Linked DNA regions of Mus musculus: all the other regions are linked to region 1. The links are chromatin contacts, called in public Hi-C, HiChIP or PLAC-seq and Micro-C maps. All regions are on one chromosome and are shown on one strand. The core of a region is the stretch at or near the end of the contact, and the rest is flanking DNA. Distances in the headings are between cores, read along the strand shown. Region 1 holds the start of Itga4 (integrin alpha 4). Region 2 has its middle 5.2 kb from the start of Gm35748. Region 3 overlaps Cerkl (ceramide kinase-like). Region 4 has its middle 24 kb from the start of Gm35748. Region 5 has its middle 50 kb from the start of Gm35813.

What was found. Hi-C and Micro-C count contacts between places; a contact is called where the count stands out from the background. HiChIP or PLAC-seq counts read pairs in DNA pulled down with a chosen protein or histone mark.
Region 2: a contact with region 1 is called in a Hi-C map of the G1E-ER4 cell line, with 5 times the contacts expected there. The contact joins the enhancer-like site here to the promoter of Itga4 in region 1. A contact is called at or near these places in 13 of 39 promoter capture datasets (the C10 cell line, the HPC-7 cell line, HPC-7-derived erythroid cells and 9 more), 4 of 15 datasets of contacts at CTCF or cohesin (CD8 T cells, the G1E-ER4 cell line, large pre-B cells and 1 more), 79 of 484 Hi-C or Micro-C datasets (the 63-12 cell line, B cells, the BV-2 cell line and 46 more), 29 of 115 datasets of contacts at active chromatin or transcription factors (the 230-238 cell line, CD4 single positive thymocytes, CD8 T cells and 20 more) and 3 of 9 other capture datasets (adipose tissue, liver and pancreatic islet).
Region 3: a contact with region 1 is called in a Micro-C map of embryonic stem cells, with 2.7 times the contacts expected there. The contact joins the enhancer-like site here to the promoter of Itga4 in region 1. A contact is called at or near these places in 2 of 484 Hi-C or Micro-C datasets (Th1 cells and embryonic stem cells), 3 of 115 datasets of contacts at active chromatin or transcription factors (bone marrow-derived macrophages, embryonic stem cells and memory CD8 T cells) and 3 of 9 other capture datasets (adipose tissue, liver and pancreatic islet).
Region 4: an H3K4me3 HiChIP or PLAC-seq map of bone marrow-derived macrophages shows a contact between it and region 1, with 4 times the contacts expected there. The contact joins the enhancer-like site here to the promoter of Itga4 in region 1. A contact is called at or near these places in 12 of 39 promoter capture datasets (the C10 cell line, the HPC-7 cell line, embryonic stem cells and 7 more), 2 of 15 datasets of contacts at CTCF or cohesin (large pre-B cells and pro-B cells), 38 of 484 Hi-C or Micro-C datasets (B cells, the BV-2 cell line, the C10 cell line and 28 more), 12 of 115 datasets of contacts at active chromatin or transcription factors (the 230-238 cell line, CD8 T cells, the HPC-7 cell line and 7 more) and 2 of 9 other capture datasets (adipose tissue and liver).
Region 5: an H3K4me3 HiChIP or PLAC-seq map of the SCID.adh cell line shows a contact between it and region 1, with 36 read pairs. The contact joins the enhancer-like site here to the promoter of Itga4 in region 1. A contact is called at or near these places in 6 of 39 promoter capture datasets (the C10 cell line, the HPC-7 cell line, HPC-7-derived erythroid cells and 2 more), 4 of 15 datasets of contacts at CTCF or cohesin (CD8 T cells, the G1E-ER4 cell line, large pre-B cells and 1 more), 29 of 484 Hi-C or Micro-C datasets (B cells, the C10 cell line, CD4 T cells and 16 more), 6 of 115 datasets of contacts at active chromatin or transcription factors (the HPC-7 cell line, the SCID.adh cell line, bone marrow-derived dendritic cells and 3 more) and 2 of 9 other capture datasets (adipose tissue and liver).

The regions. Positions count from the first base shown.
Region 1 is chr2:79,254,031-79,256,869 of GRCm38.p6, reverse strand. It overlaps Itga4 (integrin alpha 4), which reads right to left and starts at 1,444. Exons shown (of 28, transcript NM_010576.4): 1 at 1,014-1,444; 2 at 571-692. The coding sequence starts at 1,210.
Region 2 is chr2:79,126,148-79,128,986 of GRCm38.p6, reverse strand. No RefSeq gene overlaps it. Among named protein-coding and RNA genes, the nearest start is that of Gm35748, 5.2 kb to the right of the region's middle. Within about 2 kb of position 1,401, at least 42 of the 459 cell types and tissues checked have an H3K27ac peak or open chromatin away from gene starts, as enhancers often do. A contact at or near this core is called in the 63-12 cell line, B cells, the Ba/F3 cell line and 15 more, where this site is marked.
Region 3 is chr2:79,367,779-79,370,617 of GRCm38.p6, reverse strand. It overlaps Cerkl (ceramide kinase-like), which reads left to right. Exons shown (of 13, transcript NM_001048176.1): 3 at 1,807-1,938. Among named protein-coding and RNA genes, the nearest start is that of Gm22606, 21 kb to the right of the region's middle. Within about 2 kb of position 1,392, at least 109 of the 459 cell types and tissues checked have an H3K27ac peak or open chromatin away from gene starts, as enhancers often do. A contact at or near this core is called in Th1 cells, adipose tissue, bone marrow-derived macrophages and 3 more, where this site is marked.
Region 4 is chr2:79,144,707-79,147,545 of GRCm38.p6, reverse strand. No RefSeq gene overlaps it. Among named protein-coding and RNA genes, the nearest start is that of Gm35748, 24 kb to the right of the region's middle. Within about 2 kb of position 1,450, at least 8 of the 459 cell types and tissues checked have an H3K27ac peak or open chromatin away from gene starts, as enhancers often do. A contact at or near this core is called in the C2C12 cell line, bone marrow-derived macrophages, granulocyte-monocyte progenitors and 1 more, where this site is marked.
Region 5 is chr2:79,179,434-79,182,272 of GRCm38.p6, reverse strand. No RefSeq gene overlaps it. Among named protein-coding and RNA genes, the nearest start is that of Gm35813, 50 kb to the left of the region's middle. Within about 2 kb of position 1,477, at least 59 of the 459 cell types and tissues checked have an H3K27ac peak or open chromatin away from gene starts, as enhancers often do. A contact at or near this core is called in B cells, CD8 T cells, the SCID.adh cell line and 8 more, where this site is marked.

The DNA.
Region 1 (2,839 bases), core at 195-2,694:
TGCTGTTTTTTTCTTCCCATTCTTTTATGGTAGGTAGTGTCATTTTTAAAGGAAGGGGAAGAAAAATCCCTGGGCTACATGGTGGGATATAGGCTAAATGGTGAGATATAGGCTACATGGTGGGATATAAGCTACATGGTGGGATATAAGCTACATGGTGGGATATAGGCTACATGGTGGGATATAGGCTCAATCAAAGTTTCTATTCCTGATGTGCAGCTCACGCTAGAACAAAGTTGAGAAGTTGGGTCCTCAGCCAGAGAGGGGTTTTAAGGCTTTGAAACAGATTTTACACATGGAAGAGTTCTAGGACTGGTAGAAGGTAGCTTGCCAGAAGCCACCCTATGAGACTTCCCCTGAAAGAGGTTTGGAAGATACTGAGATCACATACAGTTGCAAGCAAAGGAGAGGAAAATACTCTCAGGAGCAAGCTGGCATGGGGTTAAAATTGAAAAGCTTGTACTTTAATCCAGAAGAGACCAGCATCATAGTGTCTTCCAGGACTTGCCCAACAGTGGACCCACGAAGGGGAGAAAGTTCATTATGTCTTGTTTTGGGGACCCAACTCACCCAGCTGGAGCTGTTCGCAGGTCTGGTTTGGATTCTTTCTGATCCCGCATCTGTAAATCGCCCCAGGATTGACCACTGAGGCATTAGAGAGCCAGCTGGCAGTGGGAGCCCCCACGATGAGCCTAAAGCAAGAACCATGCAAGTTCGCTCAGACGTGAACCAGTCTGCCCACCCACTCTGCCCCGTGTTGGCTTGTGACAGCTGTGCAGTGGTCAGCAAGGGAAGTGGCACCCACCTCCTCTTCCCATGACTGGAGACCCAGGACTCAGGAGCACCCTGGGGGCTGCCATCCCAAGATAAGTTAGTTCCAAGGCTCTCCAGTGAGGCAGCTGGCTGAAGCCAGGTCTTTCTCTGACCTCCCAGGAGGGCGGAAAGTTTGATTCATACAAGGAATCCCAGAGGCGGAGGCGCTGTGACATGCCTCTTGGGGAGGGCGCACTCACCAGCGCTTCGACCCGTGGCTGTGCAGCACCACCGAGTAGCCAAACAGCGTGCCGGAGGGGCCCTGGTACAGCAGTGCATTCTCCGGGTCCAGGTTGTAGGAGTGCCCGGTTGGCACCCCGAAGTACAACAACAGCATCACCGCTTCCCGGAGGGCGATCCCTCGGGACCTCGGTCTGCACCTCGCTTCCGCAGCCATGCGCTCTTGGTGGAGAACATTCAACACAAAACGGCCACTGACCAGAGTTGCACAGGATGCGACGGTTGGCCAAAGAGAAGAGCGCCCCAAGAGATGAAGTGCAGCAGCGTGTCCGGTGCTGGCAGGCGACAGGGGCGGAGAGAGGGACGCCAGAAGAGGAGGGGAATTGGTGGCCACAGGCGGAGCGATCGTAGTGGCCAGGGATGCTTCAGGCTCTGGCCCACGCCCCGTTTCTGTGGCCCCGGAGCCAGGGGCCGGGTGCTCCTAGGATCTGGGTGGGGTCCTGGGTGTGGTGCAGTGGCTCACAGCCTGGCCTCCCTCTCCCCAACCCGATCCCCATCCCCGCCCCGCAGCAGCTGTAGGGGGCGCTAGGGGACCTAGGTTGCATGGACTCACACCCTGGCAGACATCACACACAGTGGCTCTGGCTTCTGGGGCCCAGCAAAAATAACCCTTGGGGGAACACAAAACAGATCAGGGGATTCCCTTTTGAAAGTTGGCTAAGGCTTGATGCCTTGCGGGACTTCACCAAGTGACTGGCCTCCAGGGCCAGTCCCAGTGGCCAATAATTTGGGAACTAAGACTGTGGAGAACCTTCCAGAACTTCCTCTGTCACTTATGTGCTGTGTAGCATACAGAAATTACACAGTTTGCAAGAAGCCAAAACTGCTGCCCCCCCCCCCTCCCGCCCCAGCCCTATTGGAGCATTTGGTGACAAAAGTATATGGCTAGTCTCTTCAAAACTCCCAGGCCTGCAGCCTTTTATGCAGGCTTCCTTCCTCTCTATACACTTCCTCTTAAATAGAGTCTATACGCATGAGCAAGCCAGGCAATAGCCTAACACAGAAAACCCAGGCAAGCTAAGGAAATTCTGTGACTTGCCTCACTTAGCAGACTCCACCCCTTGCTCACTTCTTCATAACTAGTCCCCATGTACACACTCAGTTACCCCAGGACATACCTACCACCAGATGTGTAGACACAGCCTAAGACAAGGTCATAACAGGCTTCTAAAAAGCCACCAGAGATCAGAGTCACAGCACACCTAAGCCAGGAGATGGGCCTCTGCTGAACATACTCCTTGTGTGCTGCTTTTCTTTTTTTTTTTAATTTTATTTTATTTTTAATTTATGTCTTACACTCCATATTCCATTCCCTGCTTTTCACGCTGGAGCAGGAGGCAAGTGCTGGTGAGTGTTAGCAGGTGAGATGCTGGCCCTCTTACCTTTGTTGCAAAAAAAAGACAAATGACAAGAAAGAAAGAAAGAAAGAAAGAAAGAAAGAAAGAAAGAAAGAAAGAAAGAAAGAAAGAAAGAAAGAAAAAGAGAGAGGGAGGGAGGGAGAGAAAGAAAGAAAGGAAGAAAGAGAGAGAGAGAGAGAGAGAGAGAGAGAGAGAGAGAGAGAGAGAGAAAGGAAGGAAGAAAGGAAGAAAGAAAGAAAGAAAGAAAGAAAGAAAGAAAGTCCGTGTCTGCCAGTTACACCAACAGAATCACAGGCCCGCAGCTGTCGCTGTTCACTGAGTCAGATCATCTCATGCAGTGGGCAGCCCCCAGTCCTCGAAACACCACAACAAATCAGCAGGATGCCTGGAGGAGCACCCAGCAACATTTTTGGCCTGATAGTAGAAAA
Region 2 (2,839 bases), core at 152-2,651, 130 kb after region 1:
TCTTGGGGTACTGGTTAGTTCATATTGTTGTTCCACCTATAGGGTTGCAGACCCCTTCAGCTCCTTGAGTGCTTTCTCTAGCTTCTCCACTGGGGGCCCTGTGTTCCATCTTATGGATGACTGTGAGCATCCACTTCTGTATTTGCCAAGCAGTGGCATAGCCTCATATAAGACAGTTATACCAGGGTCCCTTCAGCAAAATCTTGCTGGCATATGCAATAGTGTCTGGGTTTGGTGGCTGATTATGGGATGGATCCCCAGGTGGTGTAGTCTCCAGATAGTCCATCCTTTCGTCTTAGCTCCAAACTTTGTCTCTGTAACTCCTTTCATGGGTATTTTGTTCCCTGTTCTAAGGAGGAATGAAGTTTCCACCCATTGGTCTCCCCTCTTCTTGATTTTCTTGTGTTTTGCAAATTGTATCTTGGGTGTTCTATGTTTCTGGGCTAATATCCACTTATCAATGAGTGCATATCTAATGACTTCTTTTGTGATTGGGTTACCTTACTTAGACAGAACAAATTTTGGGTCAAAAGTTTTGTGGGTGGGTTGGTGTCCTTATTTCTCTACTGGGGGTCTTGCCTGGCTACAGGAGATGACCTCTTCAGGTTCTATATCCCCACTGTTAGGCTTCTTAGCTGAGGTCACCCAAATTGACTCCTGGTAGGCTCCCCTATCCCAGGTCTCTGGGACTTCCCAGAGATCCCCCCTCCAACCTCCCCACCTCTTTCACCCCCAGCAAGTGTAGATTTCCATTCATTCTCCTGGGCCTCTTTCCTGTCTCTTCCCACACCTGACCCTGCCTCCCTATTCTCCTCCCGCTCCCCTCTCCCACCCTGTTCCCTCCTTTCCTCTGTCTCTTATTCTGTTTCCCCTTCTAAGTGTGATTCAAGTACCCTTGCTTGGGCCTTCCTTCTTATCTAACTTCTTTGGGTCTGTAGGGTATATCATGGGCATTCTATACTTATCAGTGAGTACATACCATGCCTGTTCTTTTGAATCTGGGTTACCTCATCCAGGATAATATCTTCTAGTCCTATCCATTTAACTGCAAAATTTATGATGTCCTTGTTTTTAATGGCTGAATCATATTCTAATGTGTAAATGAACCACATTTTCTTTATCCATTCTTCAGTTGAGGGACATCTAGATTGTTCCCAGCTTCTGGCTATTATGGATAAATTTGCTATGAACATAATGGAGCATGTGTCCTCGTGGTATGGTGGAGCATATTTTGGGTCTACGGCCAGGAACAGTATAGCTGAGTCTCTTCTTTGAGACACTGATGCCCCAGACAAGAATTGCACCTTAATGGCTTGAAACCAACTTCTCCTTCCTTGCCTTACATTTGCGGTGTTCAAAGAGGACACAAGCAAAGGTTTCAGTTACAGAGTAAACAGGCTAAAAATGTACATCCTGTGAAAGACTCAGAGAATGAGACTCCACAGGAGTCGGAAGACTCAGAAAGGGGAGAGGACTCACAAACATTTTACAAACACCTTTGTTCCTCTGGATGTCTCCTTCCGCCCCTTAGATCCTTTCTGTCACATCCTGTTCCCCTCCTTTCAATAACCCATTCCCCTTTATTTCTATGGCTTTTGACTCATTTCTGCATCTCCTTTATTGTGGACAATTCTTCAATGTATTTAAAATGAAGATATTTACAGAACAGTAAATGAAAATGATACAGTTCTTTTCTTTTTTTCCCAGTTTGTCCTCATCCGGCGTCTGATGCTTCTTATGAGCCTTGACCTCCCTTGCTGGGTGGAGGAGTCTCTCTCGGCTCCTGCACACATGAATCATGCAGTCACTTCCAGAATAAAGTCTACTTCCTTTTAAAGACCACCTAACATATAATTAGCTATGTGTTTATTCCTCAGAGCAAGGCTAATACCACATTCACATTTTAATACAGGAAGTATTTACTTGGTATATAATGTGTGGCTTGTATTTTCTACAGTAAGGTTGCCTAGAATTTATTATTAATACTGTGCATTGGTCACTACAATATGATTAGTGAGTAGTTTTGTGACATTACTTTAATAACCTCTTTGCAAGATCACCTATTTATATTTTATCTGGTGAAATAATAAACTTTCAATACTGGAATGTAAATTTGGCACAGCCTTGTTCACAGCTGTTAAGAGAATACAAAATGAAAACCCCATAGCTGGTCATGTTCATATCATAAATGGATTAATACTGACTTTTGCTGATACATCCTCAACTGAACGTAAACCTTGAAATGAGGAAACGTGAGACTTTACTTTCTTTAGTTTTGTCAACTGTTTGAGGTCAAGCTCCTGAAGATAAGAAAGCACACCACACTGCAGAGATATAGATGTATATATATATACTCTACAACAGTTTCAAACTGTCACTATAGCTTCCCAGACCGCAAGATAGCTCCACTAGTAGGGAGAGAGACTCAAGTATTTTAAGCAATTCTCTCACACAATAGTTTTTTGGTTGTTGACAGTTAAGCTGTGGACTGAGGGTCAAGGGTACTGAGAGTGGTGAGTGGCAACCTTTTATGCCTCTCACTTGTTGGACTCCCTGTCTTTCTTCTCAGCTATTCAGGGGCTCTGAGGTGAAACTACAGTACTGTAAGCATCGAATCTGCAAAGTCTAGTGACACCCCCGCCCCCTAGGCACGGGCACAGAGAACAGAGGCTCCTACTTCACACTAGGACCCTAATCAGCATTTTAATTGTGTAGCAGGCAGGTATTTAATTAAGATACTGGTGCTTCCTAGTTTAAACTCCTCTAACTCCCTCAGGATGATCATCATGATTATGATCTTTTGGGGGAAAGGAGGACATCTATTTTAAAGTGCATCTCT
Region 3 (2,839 bases), core at 143-2,642, 110 kb before region 1:
AACGCGGGTGTTGACCTGGCTCTGTGTGCTCGCTTACGCTGGCAGCACCTAGAAGTTCCAGCCCTGTCCGACTGTTAATTGGAGAGTAATGAAGAAGGCATTCTGTGTTGAGAAGGAAGCCTCACGCAAATACTACTTTCTTCAAGAAGGCTTTTCCAGAACCCTAAGAAGTAGCACTGCCTCAAACACCCCCAATATACCCCAGGACACCCCCATACACTCCCACCCCCATACACTCCCACCCTACAAACTCCCGTCCCGTCCAGTTCCACCCCCACAAACTCCCATAGTGTTTCATGCCTCTGCTTTGAGTCTAGATGCCCTTGTGCTGTTGCTTCCTACCATCACCATCTTCTCTGGCCAGGTTAGAAAACAAACCTCCCATAAGTCTCTTGAAGGTTGATGTAAGAGAAGGCGATGAACTGGCTTCAGGACACATTTGCATTCTCTGATGGCCACTTTAAGGGGCCTGGGCAGTAGTGTCCACAGCAGAGAGGCCAGGGCAGCTTTGGAACAGTGAAGCACTGACCGGAGTAGCTACGCTGGAGCTATGCAAATCTGGGAAAGCATACTGGCACAGACATGGGGCCCTCCCTGTACCAGAGTGGGTTAGTGGTGAGTGATACACAAGGCCCAGGAGCTAGCACTTGCAATGTAGGATTCTCAGTGCTCATCCAAATAGAAGAGCTGAAAAAAGCGAGGCATGGGGCATGGAAGGGGGGCGGCGGGGTTGGGGGTGGGGGAGTGTCAGCATGTGTGACCAGGAGACCGATGAAGCTCCTTACAAAACAGACCCTGAGGCCTTCCTGAGAATGTCCAAACACTTCAACACGGCTCTTCTGTTCCTCATCCCATGCCCTCCCTGATTTCAAAACAGTATGTAGGACTTAAAAAAGTCTATTACTTCAAATATAATGAAAGAGAAAAATATTCTAAGTATAGTATAAAACACAGTTGGATATAAATGGACATTTACTTTCATTTATCTTTAGTGATGATTTTATTCAAAACGAATGTTAACTGCTTTTGTAACCTTAAAATGCTGTCTTCCGAAAGCAGCTTACTACAAAAGAAATGGTTGTCAGCTTCCGTTTGGCTCCTGCCCTTTCCTAACAACAGACAATTTGCTCTGCACCTGCTCCAAGTGGGTTCTCAGTGCTAAGCGTCTTGCAGAGCCCAGAAAATTGCAATATCAAATCTCAGTCCCAACTGTGAGGCAGCACAGTGACCGATTGCCTCTGAGAGGTGGGTGCTTTCCCAATCCCCAAGGGAGAAGCACTTTCGCCCCTGCTCTCTCCTGGGATTTGAACTCTGACCTAAAGCCCTGTGTTAGCTACCAGCATGCACTGCGCTGGTTGAAAACAGTAACCCCTCCCTGCTTGCTCAATTCTGTCCCTGGAGTCATGGGGAAGGTCAGATGTCAGTAGGCCTGGGGTCAGTAGGTGTCCTGTTCCAGTATATGTAAATATCAAAGGAGAAATGCACCTCCCTGTTTGTCACAGCCCACAGCCTGTCTCCCTCCGTAAAGCAGCGCCTGATCTGTGCGTGGGTCAGCAGGCATCAGCCGTGCTTTCATGTTTGTGAGCTGCTACTGTTGTTTATTTATTTCCTTCTTTCTGTATAAAATGTTCCCTATGACACACGGTTTACTCGAAGAGGGAGCGCATCGTGTTTCACCTGTAGGGAAGCAGCCGGTTAAAATGACGTCACATCCAAGGGAGACTATAAGGCGCAAATAGCAAATGCCATTGAGATATGAGTGGGATATTCTGATGGACAACCTAACCTTACTCATTTTCATTTTAGGTTTCACAAGCAGGCCCAAGGCTCTCAAGATCCTCCTCAACCCCCAGAGTCACAGAAAGGAGTCTGTCCACGTCTATTACGAGAAGGTGGAGCCTCTGCTGAAGCTTGCGGGCATAGAGACTGATGTGACAAGTGCGTCTGTTGGTTTGTTTGTCTGTTTGTGTCTGTGTGTAAGGGTACCACTTAAAGCTCCACAGGGAGCCCTCAGCCATCCTATCTAAGCACGGACGGTGCTCCTAACAGTAGGGCTTTCTTCCTGTGTCCCCTTCCTGTGTCTCGTAACCTGGGCGAGCGTCAGAGCTGCCATTCTTTTATCGTGCTATTTTGTATTGCAATAGCAATATTTTAAACTTCTGTATTGAATGGTTTGGATGTCAAGTTGACACAAGTTAGAGTCATAGAGAGGAAGGAGCCTCAGTTGAGAAAATGCCCACTTGAGATCCTACTGCTGAAGGCATTTCCTCAATTAGAGATGTAGGCGGGAAGGGCCTGAGTTGGCGGTCCTGGGTTCTATAAGAAAGCAGACTAAGCAAGCCGTGAGAAACAAGCCAGTAAGCAGCACGCCTCCATGGCTTCCGCATTCGTGTCTGGCTCCAGGATCTTGCCCTGTTGAGTTCCTGTCCTGCTATTCTTCAGTAACGAACAGCAACTTGGTTTTTGGTTGTGGTGTTTTGTCGAAGCAGTAGAAACTCTGATACAGGTGACTTCTTTCATGGTGACAACCGTTAGGTATTATTTGAAAGGAAACTATGGTTTTTGACATCTTCGAGAAGACGTATGCTACTTTCGAATTTCTGCCTAGTGTTTTTCTGTGGCTCCCTTGGGTTGGTTTTTTGTTCTGACCCTGACCCCTGCTGGTGAGGTCAAAGCTAAGCACTATGCTGCTGTTTTTAAGTTGCTTTTGGAGAAACCTGGAACTTGATCCATTGTCGAATATAAGAGTGTACTTAGCCTCTTGCTAAGGAAAATGGGAATTAGCTAATCAAAAAATTAATAGAAAGAATGTCAGTAACGCCATCTGGGGCACTTACAT
Region 4 (2,839 bases), core at 201-2,700, 110 kb after region 1:
ATTGCCACAGACATGATATGGGTGATATCATAGCTCACACTGTCACAACATTTCCTGAGTAAGTTGAGCTCAATAACCTTTCAGAAGGACCCACTTTAAAAGTATTTAAATATGAGTGCGAGCGATATTTCGTAACATGGACCAAACTATAAAACTGTAGTGCTCACCTATTTCCGAGACTCATTTTCTATGCCAGGTATTTATGGGGAGATCTATCACTAAGTATTTGAAATTTTCAGGATATTTTATTTATTTCATTTTAATGAGTTTTTACAAGGTCATTCAGACCAACATACCAATCCAGTTTGCTGTATTGGGCCCATTTGTCCCACAGAGTTAAAAATGCATTCATCTTACCCACTGTTCCTATTAGGTGGATAAATGGGGATTTGCTTGCCTTGAGATGACAATGTTAGTTAATTTAAAAGAGAAAATACATCTTTAACAAGATGATTTGAAAAAGCAATCCAAAGTATGTATTTGTTCTTACACATCGTGTAAGATTTATCACCAAAGACACGAAGCTTTTCTTCAAGTTCTTACATGAACAGCAATGTTTGCAATCAGTGCCGGTGTTTTTGTAAAACTGAGAAGAAGTTGTGGATTTAATTTGCTATCCATAATGTGGTTGATGATCTATATTTTCATTAGGTTCTTTTATTAAATCTTTTACAAACATCTCTGGTGGTGAGAACTTCCCCCATGTGTGAAACAGTGAATAGATCTTGCTTCCAGTACAACAGCTTGAATACATGGAACAGTCATTCTTATTGGATACCATTGCGTTAGCACCATCTGTGCATAGCACTGCGCATCCCTAACACGTGACTGTGTCTTGAAGCTAGCAACAGTTTTAAAGTCTCTTCTGGAGTTGTAAGAGTTAACAAAGATTGGCCCAGCAACATGTTCTATTGGGCTTCTTTATTACGACAAACACATAGGGTCACTTACAGTGCTGACAATAGGTGAATTCATCTTACTCCCCAGCCAGTGTGTTGGATATCATTATATAGGGGAAAGAAAAGACTGTTGTTTCTGACCAAGTTGCTCTATCAACTTCATTCCCCTGCTTTGCTGCACAGATAAGCATCCACACCATTGGCAACTTCATTGGAAATTGTCCCACCAATTGCTTGAGATATGACGACTTTGCCAATTCAAATCGGTGCTCCTGCAACTTGGCAGTTACACACACGCACACGCACACACCCCAAGTTGATATTTCTGAGGCCTGAAACATCCTCCTGTTTCAATTTTTAAAACTCAGTCAGACCTGAACAAGAATGACACCAACAGACATGCTAATGTGGACAGGAGAAAGTTCAGCAGTCCCCAGTTCTAGACAAAGAACTACAGGAAACTAAGGAATTCTGAGACTGGAGAAATAGTCTTCACCAGAGGAGAACAATGTCCCCGGTTACTCAATGTGGTTACTCAATGCCAAGAGATCAGAGTCTTAGTTAAGCAAGGGGGTTACATGGGAGGGGTTGGAGGGAGGAAACAGAAGAGAAGAATAATGTAACCACATTCTAAATTAAAAATCAAAAACCAAACAATGTAATACTTTCCTGGGTAAGACTTTTGACCTTTCAAAACTGATGTCTGGGTAGGAATTTTTTTTTTTGTAACTACAACTTTGTAACACCCCATATATACTACACCCAATGATGAAGTATAAATTCACTGACAGTCTGTAAAAATTCAAGCTTCAGATAATAATTGCTCTCACTGCGGCTACTTTTGTTTTTGGCACAGCTGGTGATTTTTAATGGCAGCAGATGGTTTCCGGTGATTCATCAATTTGGTCTTCCTCCTATCCTGAAAATGTAGGGGTGATTTCATCCTGACCATCATTGAACCAACATCCCAATAACTATTATTAGCATGATGGTTTAAGGACATATTTATAAACTACAGATTCATGATGGAGCAAGAGAAAAGAAGAACACAATGCACTTTTGTTGGGGATGCAGCTGATAACTGATACTTCGAATTGTGGAAGTGATAATTGATCAATGTTGAAAAGAAATAATGTTGAAGACATTCCATGCTTGAGAATCCATAGTAATAAGCAATTAATCCTTTTTACGCTTATAGCCTAATAGTTTAACTAAGAATATTCCAAAAGGTGTTTCTGTACCGTGTTATGATATGCACATAGTCTACTTTATACACAATGCTCACTTGCCTGTTTTGACACATACCATGTAAAATATTTTAAAATCACAGTTTTGAGCAAAAGTTTAGTTCTTTAACACACATTTATTTTTGCATTTTTATTAGGTATTTTCTTCATTTACATTTCAAATGCTATCCCAAAAGTCCCCCATACCCTCCCCCTCCCACTCCCCTACCCACTCACTCCCACTTCTTTGCCCTGGCGTTCCCCTGTACTCAGGCATATAAAGTTTGCAAGACCAATGGGCCTCTCTTTCCACTGATGGCCAACTAGGCCATCTTCTGATACATATGAAGCTAGAGACGTGAGCTCTGGGGGGTACTGGTTAGTTCATAATGTTGTTCCACCTATAGGGTTGCAGATCCCTTTAGCTCCTTGGGTACTTTCTCTAGCTCCTCCATTGGGGGCCCTGTGATCCATCCAATAGCTGACTGTGAGCATCCAGTTCTGTGTTTGCTAGGCCTCGGCATAGCCTCACAAGAGACAGCTATATCTGGGTCCTTTCAGCAAAATCTTGCTGGTGTATGCAATGGTGTCAGCGTTTGGAAGCTGATTATGGGATGGATCTCCCGATATGGCAGTCTCTAGATGGTCCATCCTTTGTCTCAGCTCCAAACTTTGTCTCTGTAACTCCTTCCATGGGTGTTTTGTTTCCAATTC
Region 5 (2,839 bases), core at 228-2,727, 75 kb after region 1:
TAAATAGTTTGTTTTATTTTTGTTTTTAGCAACGTTACAAGCGGACGTCACCGGACACACTGCTGCTCGTGGTCATATGCTTCTCTTTCCAAACACATCTCACTTATTCATACACAGTCTTTAAATACTGGCTCACCTGAAAGCATTAACAATGACAAATCCGATTAAAGTCAATCAATTATTCCTCCTAATAATTTGCAGAGATTGATGCAGGCCAGCTAAAATAAAAACACTTCAAAGTCATTCGGAACAATTTGTATGTGTGGATTATTTCTTCTGGGTGCCAAACATCTTTTAGGAAAATTCTACAATGTATTTCTTAATTTCAGAGTATAGAACAAAACCAAACCAAACCAAAAATAATGTTTGCTTAGATTTATTTGCCTATGAAGAATTAAGCTTAGTTTCTAGTATTTGTAAATAAATATTTAGGAAAACAATTATGCAAGGGTATTTTACAGCATTCATTAATATGTATTGTTGTTTGTTAATACTCTGAATATATGGCAACAGAATTCTATGTGTAAAAACAGCCTTTTGAAAATCCAGTGCATTTAAAGTTAAATGCATGGAGGATTTCCTGTAAGAGAATGAATAACACTTTTTCTCTTTAAGATGAATGAGCCAGTTTATAACTTATCAAGGGTCAACAAGGGTCAACCTTGCCAGGCCAAATGCTCTGAGAAGTCTGGAGAAAAATCCCATTACAGAATGGCTATTTGGCACAAAGGGGCTATTGATTTATAAAGCACACAATCTCCGCTTCTCTGCTTTACATTTTGAAAAATCTTCTGCAATTGTTTTATTCTAAAATAATTAAAGCAGTGAAAGTGGTTGGCACGTAGAGGAAGTGGAAAGCTTACCCGTGGACCTGGGATCACCACTGGAGAAGTTCAAGGCTACGTATCTGTGCTCAGCTGTAAATCCTTACCCTCCCCCTGGCTGTGACGAAGGGCTAGGAGCTGCTGAAGCCCTTCAGAATGCCTTTTCTATTTCTTCTTCAGAAACAAATTTCTATCCAGAATGCATAAGCCAGCAACCAAAAGATTGCATTTGTCCTTTGTAGTTAGGTAGGACAAAATGACGAAGTCCTAGCCTGTGAGAATTTGACTTCTGCCTAGCCCGTGTAAAGTCAGGGGTATGTAGCTTTTTGGTTTTTCTTCCTGAGGTTTGGGCTGCAGATGTGACGATCGAAGCTCTGGTTGCCATTTGGAACGATGATGCAAACTGGAAGATGAAACAAGAGCCACAAAAGGAGAAGCGTGTGTGGAGGGCTAATGACCATGGTGCTGTTGTGCCTTCATGCACTGCTGGACTCCAGAACCTTCACTTTCTTTGTTTGTTTGGCAGTCACTACTCTTACGGGTTTACTCTTCTGTGAACACGATCCAAGGTGCTGAGAGAGAAACTTTCATTTCTCTTTTGCTATCACTGGGAGGAGCAGAATGGCTATGAGCTTGTTTCTTTGCAACAGGAACCTTGGACAGCCTGGATCACATGTGGCAGGGCACAATATTATCTTGGAATAAAGGCTTTTTCAGTCACCATTCATGCTATTTTTATATCATTTTTAAGTTTAATTTAGTTTAACATGTGTGTGTGTGTGTGTGTGTGTGAGAGAGAGAGAGAGAGAGAGAGAGAGGAGAGAGAGACAGACAGACACAGACACACACACAGACACAGACACACACACAGACACAGACACAGACAGACACACACACACACAGACACACACACAGACACAGACACACACACAGACACAGACACACACACACATACACACAGACACAGACACAGACACAGACAGACACACACACACACACACAGACACACACACAGACACAGACACACACAGACACACACACAGACACAGACACACACAGACACAGACACAGACACAGACACACACAGACACAGACACACACAGACACAGACACAGACAGAGACACACAAACAGACACAGACAGAGACACAGACACAGACACACAAACAGACACAGACACAGACACAGACACAGACACACAAACAGACACAGACACAGACACAGACAGAGACACAGACACAGACAGAGACACAGACACAGACAGACACAGACACAGACACAGACACAGACACAGACACAGACAGAGACACAGACACAGACACAGACACAGACACAGACACAGACAGAGACACAGACACAGACACAGACACAGACACAGACACAGACACAGATACAGACACACAAACAGACACAGACACAGACACAGACACAGACACAGACACAGACAGAGACACAGACACAGACACAGACACAGACACAGACACAGACACAGACACAGACACAGACACAGACAGAGACACAGACACAGACACAGACACAGACACAGACACAGACACAGACACAGACACAGACAGAGAGACTGCATATGGTACTGTTATTGCTATTGGTATATGGATAAGACTGAGCTAGTTAGGAAGCTTAAATGGGAGAGACAGAAATTAACCTCTGGCATTAGCCTCTGCTATATCTCAATAAGGATCTAGTCATTTCCTATGCATTTTTTTCTCATTAGAATAGTAGTTTTCATTTGTTAACCATTGATACTCTTAATTCAAGATGAAACCTCCATAAACGGGATTGTGTTTGTAATCTTGCCTTGTCCTGTCTGAACAGATTTAGCCAGAACCCAAGGGAACAGAATGATTCCTCATACTCAGTCGATACTCCTGTCTGCCTGGGAGATCTCAGACAGCATGGGTGAGATGAAAAGTGCTTAGCGATGATAAAATGCCACGCCACTATCTGGAGTCAGCCCACTGTGAGCATTGCTCTCCTGGACCCCTCTTCAGGGTCTGG